Regions from separate parts of the Mus musculus genome. Here region 2 is linked to region 1. A link is a contact called in public Hi-C data. All regions are on one chromosome and are shown on one strand. Each heading gives the region's core, a stretch centred on a gene start, on an enhancer-like site or on the middle of the called end of the contact. The rest is flanking DNA. Distances are from core to core; before and after follow the strand shown. Region 1 overlaps Fyn (Fyn proto-oncogene). Region 2 overlaps Traf3ip2 (TRAF3 interacting protein 2).

Evidence for each region. A called contact is a pair of places that touch in the nucleus more often than the background predicts.
Region 2: a contact with region 1 is called in a Hi-C map of cerebral cortex, with 1.7 times the contacts expected there. The contact joins two enhancer-like sites. A contact is called at or near these places in 5 of 484 Hi-C or Micro-C datasets (cerebral cortex, nephron progenitors and uterus).

The regions. Positions count from the first base shown.
Region 1 is chr10:39,383,309-39,390,198 of GRCm38.p6, reverse strand. The region is part of intron 1 of Fyn (Fyn proto-oncogene); the gene reads right to left. Among named protein-coding and RNA genes, the nearest start is that of Fyn, 17 kb to the right of the region's middle. Within about 2 kb of position 2,843, at least 49 of the 459 cell types and tissues checked have an H3K27ac peak or open chromatin away from gene starts, as enhancers often do. A contact at or near this core is called in cerebral cortex, where this site is marked.
Region 2 is chr10:39,637,259-39,644,148 of GRCm38.p6, reverse strand. It overlaps Traf3ip2 (TRAF3 interacting protein 2), which reads right to left. Exons shown (of 9, transcript NM_134000.3): 4 at 4,751-4,929; 5 at 2,755-2,843. All of the region lies in intron 2 of E130307A14Rik (RIKEN cDNA E130307A14 gene), which reads left to right. Among named protein-coding and RNA genes, the nearest start is that of Gm16364, 27 kb to the right of the region's middle. Within about 2 kb of position 3,083, at least 73 of the 459 cell types and tissues checked have an H3K27ac peak or open chromatin away from gene starts, as enhancers often do. A contact at or near this core is called in cerebral cortex, where this site is marked.

The sequences.
Region 1 (6,890 bases), core at 1,594-4,093:
CTGGCCTCTCTGTGCATATGCACAGGCATACACACATACACACACACACACACACACACGCACACACACCTCAGTTACTGAAATGTAATCAACTATTGTCATAATCATATCTTATATGTAACAAAGGAGATTTAGGGTCCATGAGAAACTTGGGAGCATTATTTTATCTTACAAATGGAAGACTGAGAGAAAAATGAGATGTGTTTTCCTCTGTCACAGTATCTTCTTCATTCCACCTTCAACACTTCTCTCTGCTGGCAAAGGTTTAAAATATTCATTGACCTGCCAGAACCATCTACACACACATTACTGGACACACACCGCATCTGAATGGCTTCTTTCTGCTCCAGCAATCACAGCTCTATTCAGTCACAACTGAAGGAGGAACCTCAGGGCTGTACGGTGTGGTGTCAGTGGCAACGAGGATAGAGGATAAAATAGCCGTTTGATAGCAACGTCCCGATCAAGCCTGTCAACAGGGACAAGTGTTCCTTCGGTTATTCTTAACTTAGAATCCAAAGCACAAAAAAGACCAGGCAGGGACAGACTCTGCTGTAATCCCACAGAAAGCTTAGGCGCAGACAGAACACACACAGAAGCTCCTCAATGCTCTCCAGCGCAGGGTGCTCCTGGCTCGCTGCCAGGCCGTGGGGGAGAAGCAAAAACAGGACCACTTTCACAGTGGTCTACCCAAGGCCTGTGCAGCTGCAGACAGACACACAATGTCTGGAATCTTCCATGTTCATGGCCACCATGATGGCCCGTGTGCCCAAGTCTCGGCTCAGACAAGGCTGTTTATTGCAAGGCTTCTCAGCTCCCCATTTCCCTAAGAAAAATGGATTTTCCTCTAACCATTCCTCCTGGTTCCAGTCTAGCACTTTCTCTAGTTGTGCTGACCCAGAAACCCAACAAGGTTAAACTTGAGTCTAACTGCCACCTCTTGTCTCGGCTTCCCTACTCCAGTGTGGGCGCAGTGATGACATGTATGTGTAAATGGCGACTCCAGGCAAAGACAAAGCTGGAGCATAATGGTGTGGTACACTGACATCAAGAGGAAAGCCTAGCCGGTAGCACAGGCAAAGATGGCCAGCAGTCTCTCATGCTTCGAGTAGGACGGAGGCTTCAGCCAATGCTATGTGTGCTCATTTACTCTTTGTTTATAGAAGTAAATAGTCCTTACGCCTCCTTAACAAGGTGCGATGTACTCACTGAAAATTTTGTAAAATACAAAAGTCAAGGGCTGGGAGATGGCTTAGTTGCTAAAACACTTCCCTTACGAATCACAAGGAGCCGAGTTTGACCCCCAGAACTAACACACACACACACACACACACACACACACACACACACACAGAGCTGGGGTGTGGTGACACATGCTTGCAGTCCCATAACTGGGCAGGCAGAGGGAAAAAGATACCTGGTGCTCACTGTCCAGGCCACCTAGTCTCTTTGGGAGTTCCAAGCTAATAAAAGGGGGTAGATAGCATTTCTGAAATGACACCTGAGGCCAGACACACCCCCATATACACAAATGTGGATCCAGTATCCGCACATTAAAATATAGCATTGATCACTAACACCTTCATCCTGCACACCACAGTGGGGAGCACACATGTTCTCTGGAGGGAACCAGTAGGAGAAGTCTACCAAATAAGAACAATGCACTCAGATCAACCGCAGGGTCCATCTCTACTAGGCAGTCTACCCTACCTACCTAATGATGCCCCTCACCACCGACAAATCAAGTACACTCTAATAGAAAAGTCCAGTCCACAGCCAGGGAGAGAGCTGTTGGCCAGGAAACCAAGTGTTATCTACCCCTAGCCCTTCTATTTATATGCTCTGTGACTGGGCCTGTGGGTGCAGCCAGGGTCACATACTAAACCCACAGGGTCAGGCAGGTAAACAGCATGTGCAAAGCAGACAGATGAGGGAGAGCCAAAGACTGTGACTCCTTCCCAAGGTGTCAGTCGCACACTGCCCTGCCCTGGGAGTAGGGGAGTGGGGAATTGCTGTCCTTAGACATTTTTTATTTTTTTAAATCTCAGTTTTTATGTAAAACTGCCTGTTTGAAAGTATGATTCTATGTTTTAAAATGTGTTGTCTACTCCATGAGGACTACGCCTCACCTTCTCTTTCTGTCAGAAAGGAACCTGAGTGACTCTTGCATATCCACAGAGACTTATTAGGAACGTAAGCGAGGCTTGTATTTGTCATAGACCAAAAGCAATCCACGTACACTCACAAGCACGGAGCAGAGTGGCACAGTCTTTCATATCTGCTTAAACTGCGGGATTAGCACACACATTTGAAAGTAGACATGCACACTGGCTCCTGGATTTAAAACCCCCGGAGGATGAGTGCAGCCAACTGCAGATTTAGCAGAGTGTGGCGTACAAGCCTGACTGGAAAGTCCTGGTGACAAATGCAACGTGGAGGCAGGCAGTGTAGACAACCAGCATAAAACTGCAAAAACCAGGAGCTGACGCGTGGGAGAGTGGCCTGAAAAGCAGGCCGAAGGGAGCATACAACACGGGCGGCACTAAAGGAAAGAGACACGAAACCAAGGACTGACCAAAGGCATGGTGTCAGCAAAATACCAAAGTGTGCTGGATGCAGCAAAAATTGTATTAGTATATTAAGAAGTCAAGATCTAGCTACAGAGGTTTTCCTGAACAGGTCAGAAAACACAGACACAGACATGCACATACACAAACACACACACACACACACACACACACACAAACAAAAAAGACATGTCTTTACAACAACACACACTGCCCCACATTTTACACTGTGCCAGTTCTGTATCTGTCCCTTTTAGCCTACTTCTATCACAGTCTCTCTTTGCTAAAATACATTAGTTACTATGGAAACAATGTCATAGCGTGTAAAACCATTTACTGTCCTTGGAAAGGCGCTTGTGATAAAACTGAACAGTGGCACGCTTACAAAAGAGAAGCAACAGAAAACAGTTGCTCAAGAGCACAGTCTCAAAACTGTGACTTCAAAGTATCCTCTACCCCAGTGTCCTATGTTCCTGGTCGCTTGTCACATCCCTGTCAACCACAGAAGTGCCATGCTAAGTTATATAGGCCGTGAGTACTTAAAACAAAGCCTCTCATCTAACATCCTGCAAGCAATCAGCTCCCTTTAGCTCACACTTCCTTCCAAGAGAGAAGGAGAAGGGCTAGAAGATATAATGGATGGTCCAGGGTACATCTGTTCTCTTAACTGTCTTTGAAGATAGAAATAACACTAGAAACGTAGACCTGAATTTCCTTACCACCATGGGTAAGAAATAATCGCCTTCCGTTCTTCCTTCTGATTTCAAGTCAAGTTCACTACATTAAAACGATGTGTAGGAACTAAGCATGGTGGCGCACACCTGTAATCCCTGCACTTCAGGAGCTGAGACGAAGGACTCTGAGTTATGGGCCAGCCTGGAATACATAGTAAGACCCTGTCTCAATTAAGAAAATTTTTTTCATTTTAGTTTTGCTATATTTTGCTTTTTTTTTTGTCAAGAAAAGCTAGCAATCTCAGATTCTGTATAAAACTGCTCTATTTAAAAGCATGAGACTGCATTTTTAAAGCTGCTGTGTGTCTCCTAAGTTCTATACCTCGAAATATGTATAAACATATATACGCAAACACACATGCACAAACTTGGCAAGCATCATGTTAGTTACCCCGACAAAGCAAGCAGCGGGTATGTGTCAGAGAGGCCATGGAGAGCAGGTCTATATCCTGTCATAGAAGAGGGAAATGACGTGACCGCCGTGACAGGCTTCCTTTAGAGCCCACTGCTGTGGAAGTGAGGCTGGAAGGGCAAAAGCAGGAACAAAAGAGGGCCAAGGCGGGCGGGCGTGGAAACACGACCCCTGACCAGGGTGACTCTGACGTGGGACTCACTCCTCTGGCTCAGAGTAAGATCTACACGGGCTGCTTCACTTCAACAGCCACCTGTTACGGTGCCACCGACCCACCAGGCCTGGGCTTTGTACTCTGATGGTCTGGCACTTTTCTAACACAGAACTGCCTACCAGTCAGGCCAACACAGTGACGGGAGGTTTAGTTCAACTGTGACAGTCTCTTTCCTGCCCTTCCCAGTCATGTCACAAGGAGCCTTCCTGGGCTTACCAGAGTGCCTGGGACAAGAGAAATCCAGGTCGGCTAGCTCCATCCAATCCTGACTCGCAGTGACACATGCATTCCTCTGTCACAGAGGAAGTCACGGTGCCTCGGCCATACTGAGCCTGAGATGCACAGAATGCCAGCCGGAAGAATTCAAAGGAGACACAGAACATAAAGCAGGTGTGCATTAAGTATCTGGAGCAAACAGACCAGGGCAGAGCTTTTAAGAACCGCTCTCATTATAGCACTTCTGTCATTTATAGAACGGTCATGTTTAAATTGTCCACTATCTTTTCTAGCCACAGCGAGGCCAAAGAGAAAGAAAATGCAAGTTTAGCTTTTAAAACTAAGTGTGGCATCGCTGGTTTTCTTTTTCACACCAGGCAAACTCTACTCCTGAGCTACAGACCCAACCCCAAATCTTGTGTTTCACGGAAGTTGAAGATAAATGTCAATGGGTACAAATGTCTGTTGCTATTTACTATCCACTACGGGAATATCACACATCACAAATCTGCTGAGGAAGTACCACACTCCACTTCAGATGCTGACAGCTTCTGCAGTGAGACAGCTAGCAACGATGGCCTCACCCACGTGCCTGCAGAAGATTCATTATCATAGCACTGTGGAAACACTGTCCCCTTAAAGCAAATGATCTGGTCTAAATTGGTTTTGCTTACTTGGAGACTAAGGCTCTATGTGTCTGCATGTATACGGTGTGCACGGAAAGCGTTTTCATGTATTACCTTTGTTAGAAGAAACCCTTCGTCAACAGGGAAAGTTAAGGGAGTCTAGGTTTAGGCTCGTTTATCATGAGTTTTAAAGAAGGTCAACTGGAGTTCCCATGCATCTCAGGAGATCAGAATAAACCTTCTGGAAGTTTCATCTGTCACAGGTGAACTGTCTGTGATTGTTACTGCTGCTGTAATGGTAAAAAGCTCTACTCAAGAGATAAAATGACTTCTTTTTCTTGGGATGTTAAAACCTATGGTCTTACTTCTCTGACTATTATGAAGCAGAAAGTTACTTAAATTTTGGTTATGAAATACCAAATTCATAACTGCATTCAAGCAAGTGGCTAAATCCTACTAAATACAAAAGACATGAGGGAGCAGAAACTAACAGGTCACATTTTATACTCCTGTTCAGAAAAACCGATTGACAACATTTTTGCTGAATGCAAAAGGCCCTTCTTCACAGCAGCACACACATTATCTTTTGCCTCCTGTCAGCTGGGTGGCCCCAGTATGAGAAACCACGCTAACTCCACCTGACTCAATGGAACACTGATCAACAAGACCTCTCAGGCTGAGGGGTATTTTGCTTAAAACCGTTTGGAAATCTCTGAAGTCGAAGTTCATGCCAGCGAAATCAAGGGAGGACATTGAGCACACAAGCCGCCAAGATTCTGTGTGGAAACTGCGTCGTGATACTTGGGACTGCCTTGCCTTGTGGCAGGCTTTTGATGGGGCTCCCAGTTATAAGTGGACACCAGTTTAAGCTCTACACTAAGATGAAGTAAGCAGAGAAAACTTTGGTCCTTCTTCATCTAAGTCAAAGCACACAGAAGCGCTGCAAAATGACTTACTTCACTAAGTTGTGGACTGCAGGTATTTATTGGAGGTAGTAATTCTAAAATATGGAGGAAAGATTCATGATACTACTTGGCAAAAGTGTTTACACATTTCGTTATGGGGGAGGGGAGAATGCCCGGGAAGGGCCTCCATTTAGTAGAATTTGTTCTGCATTCACCAGGGAATCTGCACCTGCAGAAAGAGCCTCTTTTTCAAGCAGAGTTACTATGGTGTGTGCATAACTGCTACTCACAGGCATCCATTTCAGGAAGTAACCAGAAACATAATTCTGAAGGGATTGAAGTAACCTCGTGAGAAAATTAAAAACTCACTCTTCATTAAAAAACAAAAACAAAAAACAGTGACTTAGTGAGCAGCAAATATCACGACATTCTTGCTAATGCACAAATATTCAGGATAAGTGACGGTTTCTCTAATGTGTACATACATGTGCTTTTAGATTTTAGATGTGTTATTTTAGTCTTTAAATAGAACTATTTCACAAATCCAAATTTTTTAACTTGCCAACTAACACATCAGCATGCATATACATATATATGTATACACACACATATGTACATATATACATACACATATTTCTATAATTATATTTAGTGACTCTTCAATTAACTCATGGCACTTCATCTCTAACTCTCCTGGCTCTCACGGATAAGGGAAAACATTTCGGATTGAGATGGGCCCAAAGTGTCACAGTGATTTTTGTAGCGTGGACATCCGTAAGCATTGTCCCACCAGGCAGCTCCCACCACACCTCCAACCAACACATGTTTTTAAAAACAGGCCTAAAAGTTTCCTTTCAAAAATTACTAGTTATTTCAGGACATAGCAGGTTTTCAAACACATCTTCCTAAGTGTAGCAGCATGCTTGTATGCATGTCAGTGAGAAAGGACACGTAATTAAAGAGTTTGTCTCCCTCTCTCTTGAGTGTTCTGGAAAGTACTTATGAATTATACTTGGAAATGAATCCCTGCATAACGGATGCTTTATTTAGTACATGGGGACTGAATAAAAATGAAGGGCATCTCCCCTTGTGTTTAGGGATAGAATTTCTAGCATTTCCCCATTACGTTTAAAATACTGAAGCAGAGAGAACTAGGCAGAACTTTTATACACAAAGTAAAATTTAGTCTCCACCATCAGGGCCCAAGAAAGGCTTG
Region 2 (6,890 bases), core at 1,834-4,333, 250 kb before region 1:
GGACCAAACCAAGTCTCAGGTCTTCATCAAGCATCCTGAACCAGCTACTATCTTTTCCCCACATTAGTTCCCTTGTAGCACAGCATAAGCCCTTCTGCAGTGTAAGTCACACTGACCATCCCCCCATCCCCTAACTCTCACACACTATGGCCATAGTAGCAAACAACCCATTACAGCATCCTATCATTTACTCAGTGTCTCACATATGACCTCCTCATCCTCCTAAGCTCCCTCTAGGAGAGACTGTGATGAGGTGTGTGCTGGCCCATCTGCCAGTCTGTGATGTGCAGTCAGGCATTGCCATTTCAGACCAAGGAGGAGAAGCTTGGGCTCCACTCAAGCTTGCTGCTCTTCACCTTCATGACTGTGCTCATGAGGACTTATGGCAATACAGAAGAGACAAACGTCATGGTGCCATACACGATGTGAACACACCATCAGTGGTCATTATTCCTCAGCACGGACCTTGTTCCCATGCTCCAGAGACAGACCCACGTTCTGGGAGGTGTCTGCCTCTCTACGTTTCCATCAGAAATCTAGACTTGTCTATGACACGTTTTCCACACTGCTGGTGTTACGAGCTAAATTGTGTCCCTCAAATGCATATGTTAGCTGGAAGTGGTGGCTTGCACTTGCAATCTCCCTACTTGGGAGGCTGACGTAGGGGGATTGTCAGTTTGGCCAAGAAAGTGAGATTCTGTCTCAAAAAATAAGATAAAAATTAATTTATTGAAACTCTGCCATTACCTCATAATGTAACTGGATGTGGGATAGGGCTTCTCAGATGATAATTTGGGTAAAATGAGGTGCTGGTGAGCCCCAATCCAATAGGATTGGTGTTCATTGGAAGAAGAGAGAATCAGTATACAGCTCTGTGCATACACAGGGGAGGGACCATGAAGACACAGAGAGGATAGCCATCTCCAGCCAAGGAGAGAGGGTCCAAGATGAAACCAACCCTGTTCCCCATGTTCTAGGCCCAGCAGCCTCATGGCTGCTTTCAGGCACCATCCCCCATCTCTAGTAACTGTGTCCTGCTGGTGGCAGGACATGGCACTCTTCCTAAGGGTTTCTTTCCTAAGACCTACCCAAACCGGTATGCTGCGGTGGCTGCTCTTGTTGTTGTTGTTGTTGTTGTTGTTTTAATTAAATTCTCCTTAAATGACTCTTTGCTCCATTTCACTAAGAGGATCCCAATGTGTCAAGTATAACACATAGCTGCTCACAGACACAGGCTTCTACGGATAAGAGTCAAGGGGCATTTAAATCCCCCCTGAATTGCCTTGATTAGAGGCATTTAAAGGTTAAAACTGTGGCTATTCTCCAGGGGCAGTCAGAATCCGTATGTTTATATTTGAAGAAGGAAAAAGTGAGCTCTTGTATGCTGCCTCACGGCTCACGGCTCAGCTTTTATGTCACAGTTGCCCTAGCACTGTCTTATTCTGGAAATGAGAGAGTGAAACGTTATTCTAGGGAGTTGTGAAGTTGGATTACATAAATTGTAGGCATATCTTTAAATTTTTAGGTACTTTCATTTTTTAATGAATTACAGGGGGAAAAAAAAACCTTCAAATAAAAACTAATCACAGCCAGGCAGTGGTAGCACACACCTTTAGTCCCAGCACTTTGGGGGCAGAGTCAGGCAGATCTCTGTGAGTTTGAGACCAGCCTGGTCTACAGAGTGAATTCTTGGACAGCCAGGACTACATAGAGAAACCCTGTCTTGAAAAACGAACCAACCAAAACAAAATCCAAAACTGTTGAACACGCTAAGCAACTGCTTTATCCTCCAGCACCCCCACTTTACTGGTTTTTCACTCCTCTCTGGAATCTACTGCTGCTGCGTGCCTAGGAGAGGCTTCTGGGAAGGGAGGGAGGGAGGGAGGGAGGGAGGGAGGGAGGGAGGGAGGGAGGGAGGAAGGAAGGAAGGAAGGAAGGAAGGAAGGAAGGAAGGAAGGAAGGAAGGAAGGAAGGAAGGAAGGAAGCTCTATGATTGAGGAAAGCCAGTCCTCTGAGTAACAAGCTGCAGCATTTTGTTTCTCCTAAGGAAGAATGTACACAGCTTTAAGCTGTGCTGTCTCGGGTTAGCAGGGAGACAGAAAGATTATGTGCTTGAGGGCTTTTGGACCAAGATTACAGTGGACTGACTGTAGGGAGTGAATTAAAGTCATCTCCCCAGACCTAGCCCAAGCCATGATTTCCCTGAACAGAATCTTCACTCCTGAAAGAAGGTGTAAAAAGGCAGCCCTGTACAGTGGGGTACTCAGGTTTCTAACTCAAACCTCATAATCCAGTACAGAATAGAGGGGTCTGGTTTGGTACAGCTACCTTGGTGACTTTGCAGCCTCCTGTACCAAGGAGGGACCTTGGTGGCTAATGGCTGATGAGAAAGGGCAAGGGTAGAGTGCAGGAAAAGCCAGGCCTTTCCTTTAGCTAGGGCCAGCAGGACCCACGGCAGGAATTACCACTATTATAGATTCGGGGAGGAAAAATGTTGGAGACTTTGGGTAGTTTACACTGTGGTGGAATACTTGTCTAGTATGAATGAGGCCCTGGCCTTGACTCTCAGCATCAAAGAAATAGATAGATACCTAGAAAACAATTATCTAAACTCATAAGCATTTAGTTCATAATCACATAAATAATGAAACTGTTTAAAACAACAACTATTCATACTTTTTCATTATTGTTGTTGTTGTTGCTATCGTGTCCGACTGAACTGTAGAGCTTTTTCTCTTTGAATCGAGTACTTACCGCAGTTTGGAAGCCGTTCACCAACAGAAAGTTCACAAATTTCACCACCTCCATGGCTGTGTCCATAGAATAAGTGATAAAGACTTTCCCTAAGAGAAAATTTTCACAGTTGTTGAAAGCAATCGAATTATTCTTTTTTACACAGCCAGTCTATGTAGTATGCATTGCCTGTTGTGCTGGAGGGTGGTCCAAGGGCTTATGCTTGTAGTAGTGTGGGTTGCTGTCCTCTGTGAGACGGGCTGGGAGCTGTCCAAGCGAGTACATGCTGTCCAGAGTGAACAGAAGACAGAAGGGGCAGGGGAGAGTAAGGGCAGGCTCAGACAAGCCTTAGCGGGTCTTTGGAACGCCACAGGAGATGTTACCACCCACAGCCCAAGTGGCCTTCAGCTCAAGCCACTGCCTTGTTTCTTAGAGACACTTGGCCCTGTGCCCAAGGAAAATACTCTCCCAGCAGGCTAAGAAGCTAGGCTTGCTAAGGGGCCACCCAGCAGTGCCTGCTTTTGATCTCTTGATGCTCTCTGCTGCCCTGAACTCTTGCCTGACAAGACCAAGTAGGGGGTGGGAGAGGATGTGTTTGCTTGCCCTGCCCCCTTTGGCTCATTTTGGAGAGAGGTCAGGAAGCAGGAGTAGTCTGATGCCCAGATCAGAGACGTGAGTGCAGCTTCAGTGGTTTAAGGGGGACACAGTGCCTCAGGACAGTTCAGTGTTGCAGGTGGTCTCTTCTCTCACAAGCAAGCAAGGAGCCGTGGACAGAACTGTTGTGGACAGGCATGCCTTATCCAGCCAGAACCACTCTTTCCTCAGATTAAATAAAGTATTGGAGAAACGTCTTCACTAGCAGTTTGCTGTGGTAGATGAATAATCTCTATATGTTGCCTTTTAGTGTGGAATGCATCAGTTAAAATCTCAAGAAACCCCGAGGCAGAGGATTAAGAGATACTGAAGAGAAGATGAGTCTGTGTGCATTTATCTGTGCTTAGCCTGCTCCGAATGGGAACTCAGCTCTCAAATGAAGGTGTGTGTGGTATGTGATGGTGGAAGTAACCAGCAGCCAGGCAAATGGCAGAGCGTGGCCCTTTTCCACCTCCATGTGTAATAATTGCAGGACTCCCTTCCCAGGTAAGATGACAGAATATTGGGACCGTATGCCATGTAAGCCCATGTCTGTCCACTCAGATATTTTGTTTAATTGAAGTATATATGATTTTAAAGTGCCTCAGAAACAGATTTTTTGCGTGAAAACCAGAGTTATCATGGTCATAGAAGTCTTCCAGAGCTGGAAGTGACTTCAAGTAGAGATTCAACAAAAGCAATTAGCAAAGCAAAGGGCTGGGCTTGGTTCTGAGTGTCCCAGTTCTGGAAAGAGCGAGCCTCTCTAGCAGATGATGATTCAGAAGTAGTGACTGATTGCTTAAGATTTCTGGAACTAAGAATCCTAGCTGGCCTCACTCTCAGAACATTCTGGTGATATTTCAACATGTCTGGTTCTAGCAGCAAAATGTGGGGAACGAATCACTGCCTGACAATGAATGGAATATTTCTTTAAATAAAACTAAATTTCTTGAGTTTGCATCGGGGTGTGAAGCAGTATGGGCGATATGAGACAGTTTTTGTTTTTGTTTTTTCAGACAAGACTGCTCACTCCTGCAGAAAATGACCTTGTTCTTGAGAGCTGCTGCTAATTTACAGTGAGGCACTAGGTTTCTACCCAGTGCCACGTGAGCAACCAATCCATCTACCCAGGGGCACGGCACTGACGAGCAGCATCATTTAGAAGGAAAGAAGTATGGGTGGTGTTTGTTGTTTCCTGTGTGTTAAGGAAAATCCAGTGGTAAGCAGTTTGGGAGCATTGCTTCTGAGCTAGGCTCACTGAGGAAGGGGAAAGCTGCATTGTACTATCTACATAAAAATATAGCCGAGATTCCGGATGAGTGGCTAAGCCAAACCCTCTGAGCATGAAACCCCACAAGAAGAAGCCACGATGCAAACAACTCACGTAATTCTTCTGGCAAATTGCTGGTTCTTAGAGTTCCTCGGGCTAAGGGGTTGCTAGGGGGTCTAGGCACGGCAGCTAGGGATGGAGCCTGGGGACCATGTGGTCTCAGCTCTGCAGGAAGGTCCAAGGACTCCTCAGGGGCTTCCACTCCATTAGATGGTGGGCGGTAGAGCTGGTCCCTGCAAGGGAGTATGTTTACAGCAAATTTTTATCTTCATCACAAACACAGTTTAGGCAGACAGAAAAACTTTACAAACTGTGGGACCATTCCAATGCATGATCTCCCCTCTGCCTTAACTTCTTATCTGACACAGATGGAGAGGTGGGGCATGGAGTTTCCTTTGTAAAAAAACCAAGCCAGCTGGTTCCCATATGTGAGGACCTGTGCTAGGGGTCAAAAGAGGGACGAGGGATTTGATTTCTTTATTCAAGGTCTGTCTAATTGGGAAAATAAATCCCATGTACAGGTCAGACAAGGTCACCAGCAAAACAAAATAGCGTGATGGGTGACATAGAAAGATAATAGTAAAGGCTGCAAATAAAAAGACACAGCTTTTAGCTCGGGAGGGATAACATTTGATTGTGTTTCATAAGTTTTTTGTTTGTTTGTTTCTTTTTTTTTTTTTTTTTTTTTGCCATGTAGGTTTAAAAGCATTTCTCTTGGTAACAAGGATGGCTCAAGGGAGGGATACATGAATCTCGCTGAGAAGGGGAATCAGAACAGACATCTCAAGTAGATGGGGAGAGGGGACTGGACAGGGGTGGGGACAGGAACAGGAGGGATCTGGTGGGAGGACGGAGGGAGAGAGTCCTGAAGAGACAACTTGAAGAGCATGGGAGCCCATCGCTGGGATGCGCTAGGGCAATAGAAACTCCCAGGAATAAGTGAGGGTGACCCTAGCTACAACTCCTAGCAACGGGGATTTGGGGCCTGAACAGGCCCTCTCCCGTAACCAGGCAACACTTCCAGTGGAGGGGCTGGGACAGCAGCCCAGCCACAAAACCTTCAAGGTACAATATGTCCTGCCTACAAGATGTGCTGGGGTAAAGGTGGCTCAGAAATTGTGAGAGTGGCCAACCAATGACTGGTCCAGATTGAGACCCATGCCGTGAGAGAGATCCTACCTCTGACATTGCCCTGAAGGCCAGGAGCCATAACTGCCCCCCCAACCCATGTTAGAACCAAACAGCAATGGCAAAAAAAAAAAAGTCAAAGAAATTATTCCTAATCATATTCTGCTATGCTCATAGATTGGTGTCTAGCTCAATTATCATCAGAGAGGCTTCACCTAACAACTGATGGAAACAGATTCAGAGACCCACACCCAAACACTAGGTGGAGTTTGGGTAATCCAAGGAAGAGGGGGAGGAAGGCTTGTAGGGGCCAGAGGGGCCAAGGACACCACAACACCCCCCCCCCCGCCCACACACACACACACACACACATCAAGTAACCTGGGCCCATAGGGGCTCACAGAAATTGAACCACCAACCAGGGAGCCTAACTGGGACTCACCTAGGCCCTTCACACATATGTTACAGTTGTGTAGCTTGATCTTGTGGGATTCCTGACAGTGGGAGCAAGGACTGTCTCCCTCAGACTCTGTTGCCTGCCTCTGGGACTTTCCTCCCTACTTGGCTGACTTGTCTAGCCTTAATAGAAGAGGCTGTATCTTTCTGCAACCTGACATGGCATGGCAGGTTGATATCCACAGAGGCTGGCCCTCTTCTGAAGAGAAGTGAGAGGAGTGGACTGGGGGAGGGGAGAGGTGGCAGAGGCATTGGGAAGAGCAACTGCTGTTGGGATGTAAAATTAATAAAATCAAAAATTTAAGAAAGTTTTTTTTTTGTTACTCTGTAAGTGAAAAAAAATCTGACTGGTGACATGGCATTTCTATTATTATGATGCCTGCTGGCATTCCTGTGTGTGTCATGCAGAGGGGAAGAAAAACTGCAGGCCCTCCTGTGTGAGTTCTAGAAAACAATAGAAACACAGCTATTGTTTCTGCCACCTTTCTGATTTCTACTGGCACACAGTCACAGGTGTATGTGTTTTGCAGAGAACCCAGCATCCCTGGATGTTAAGGACAGGGGTGGCATCTCTCATTTGCCATAGCAGTTCTGCAGTAGAGAAGTCCCC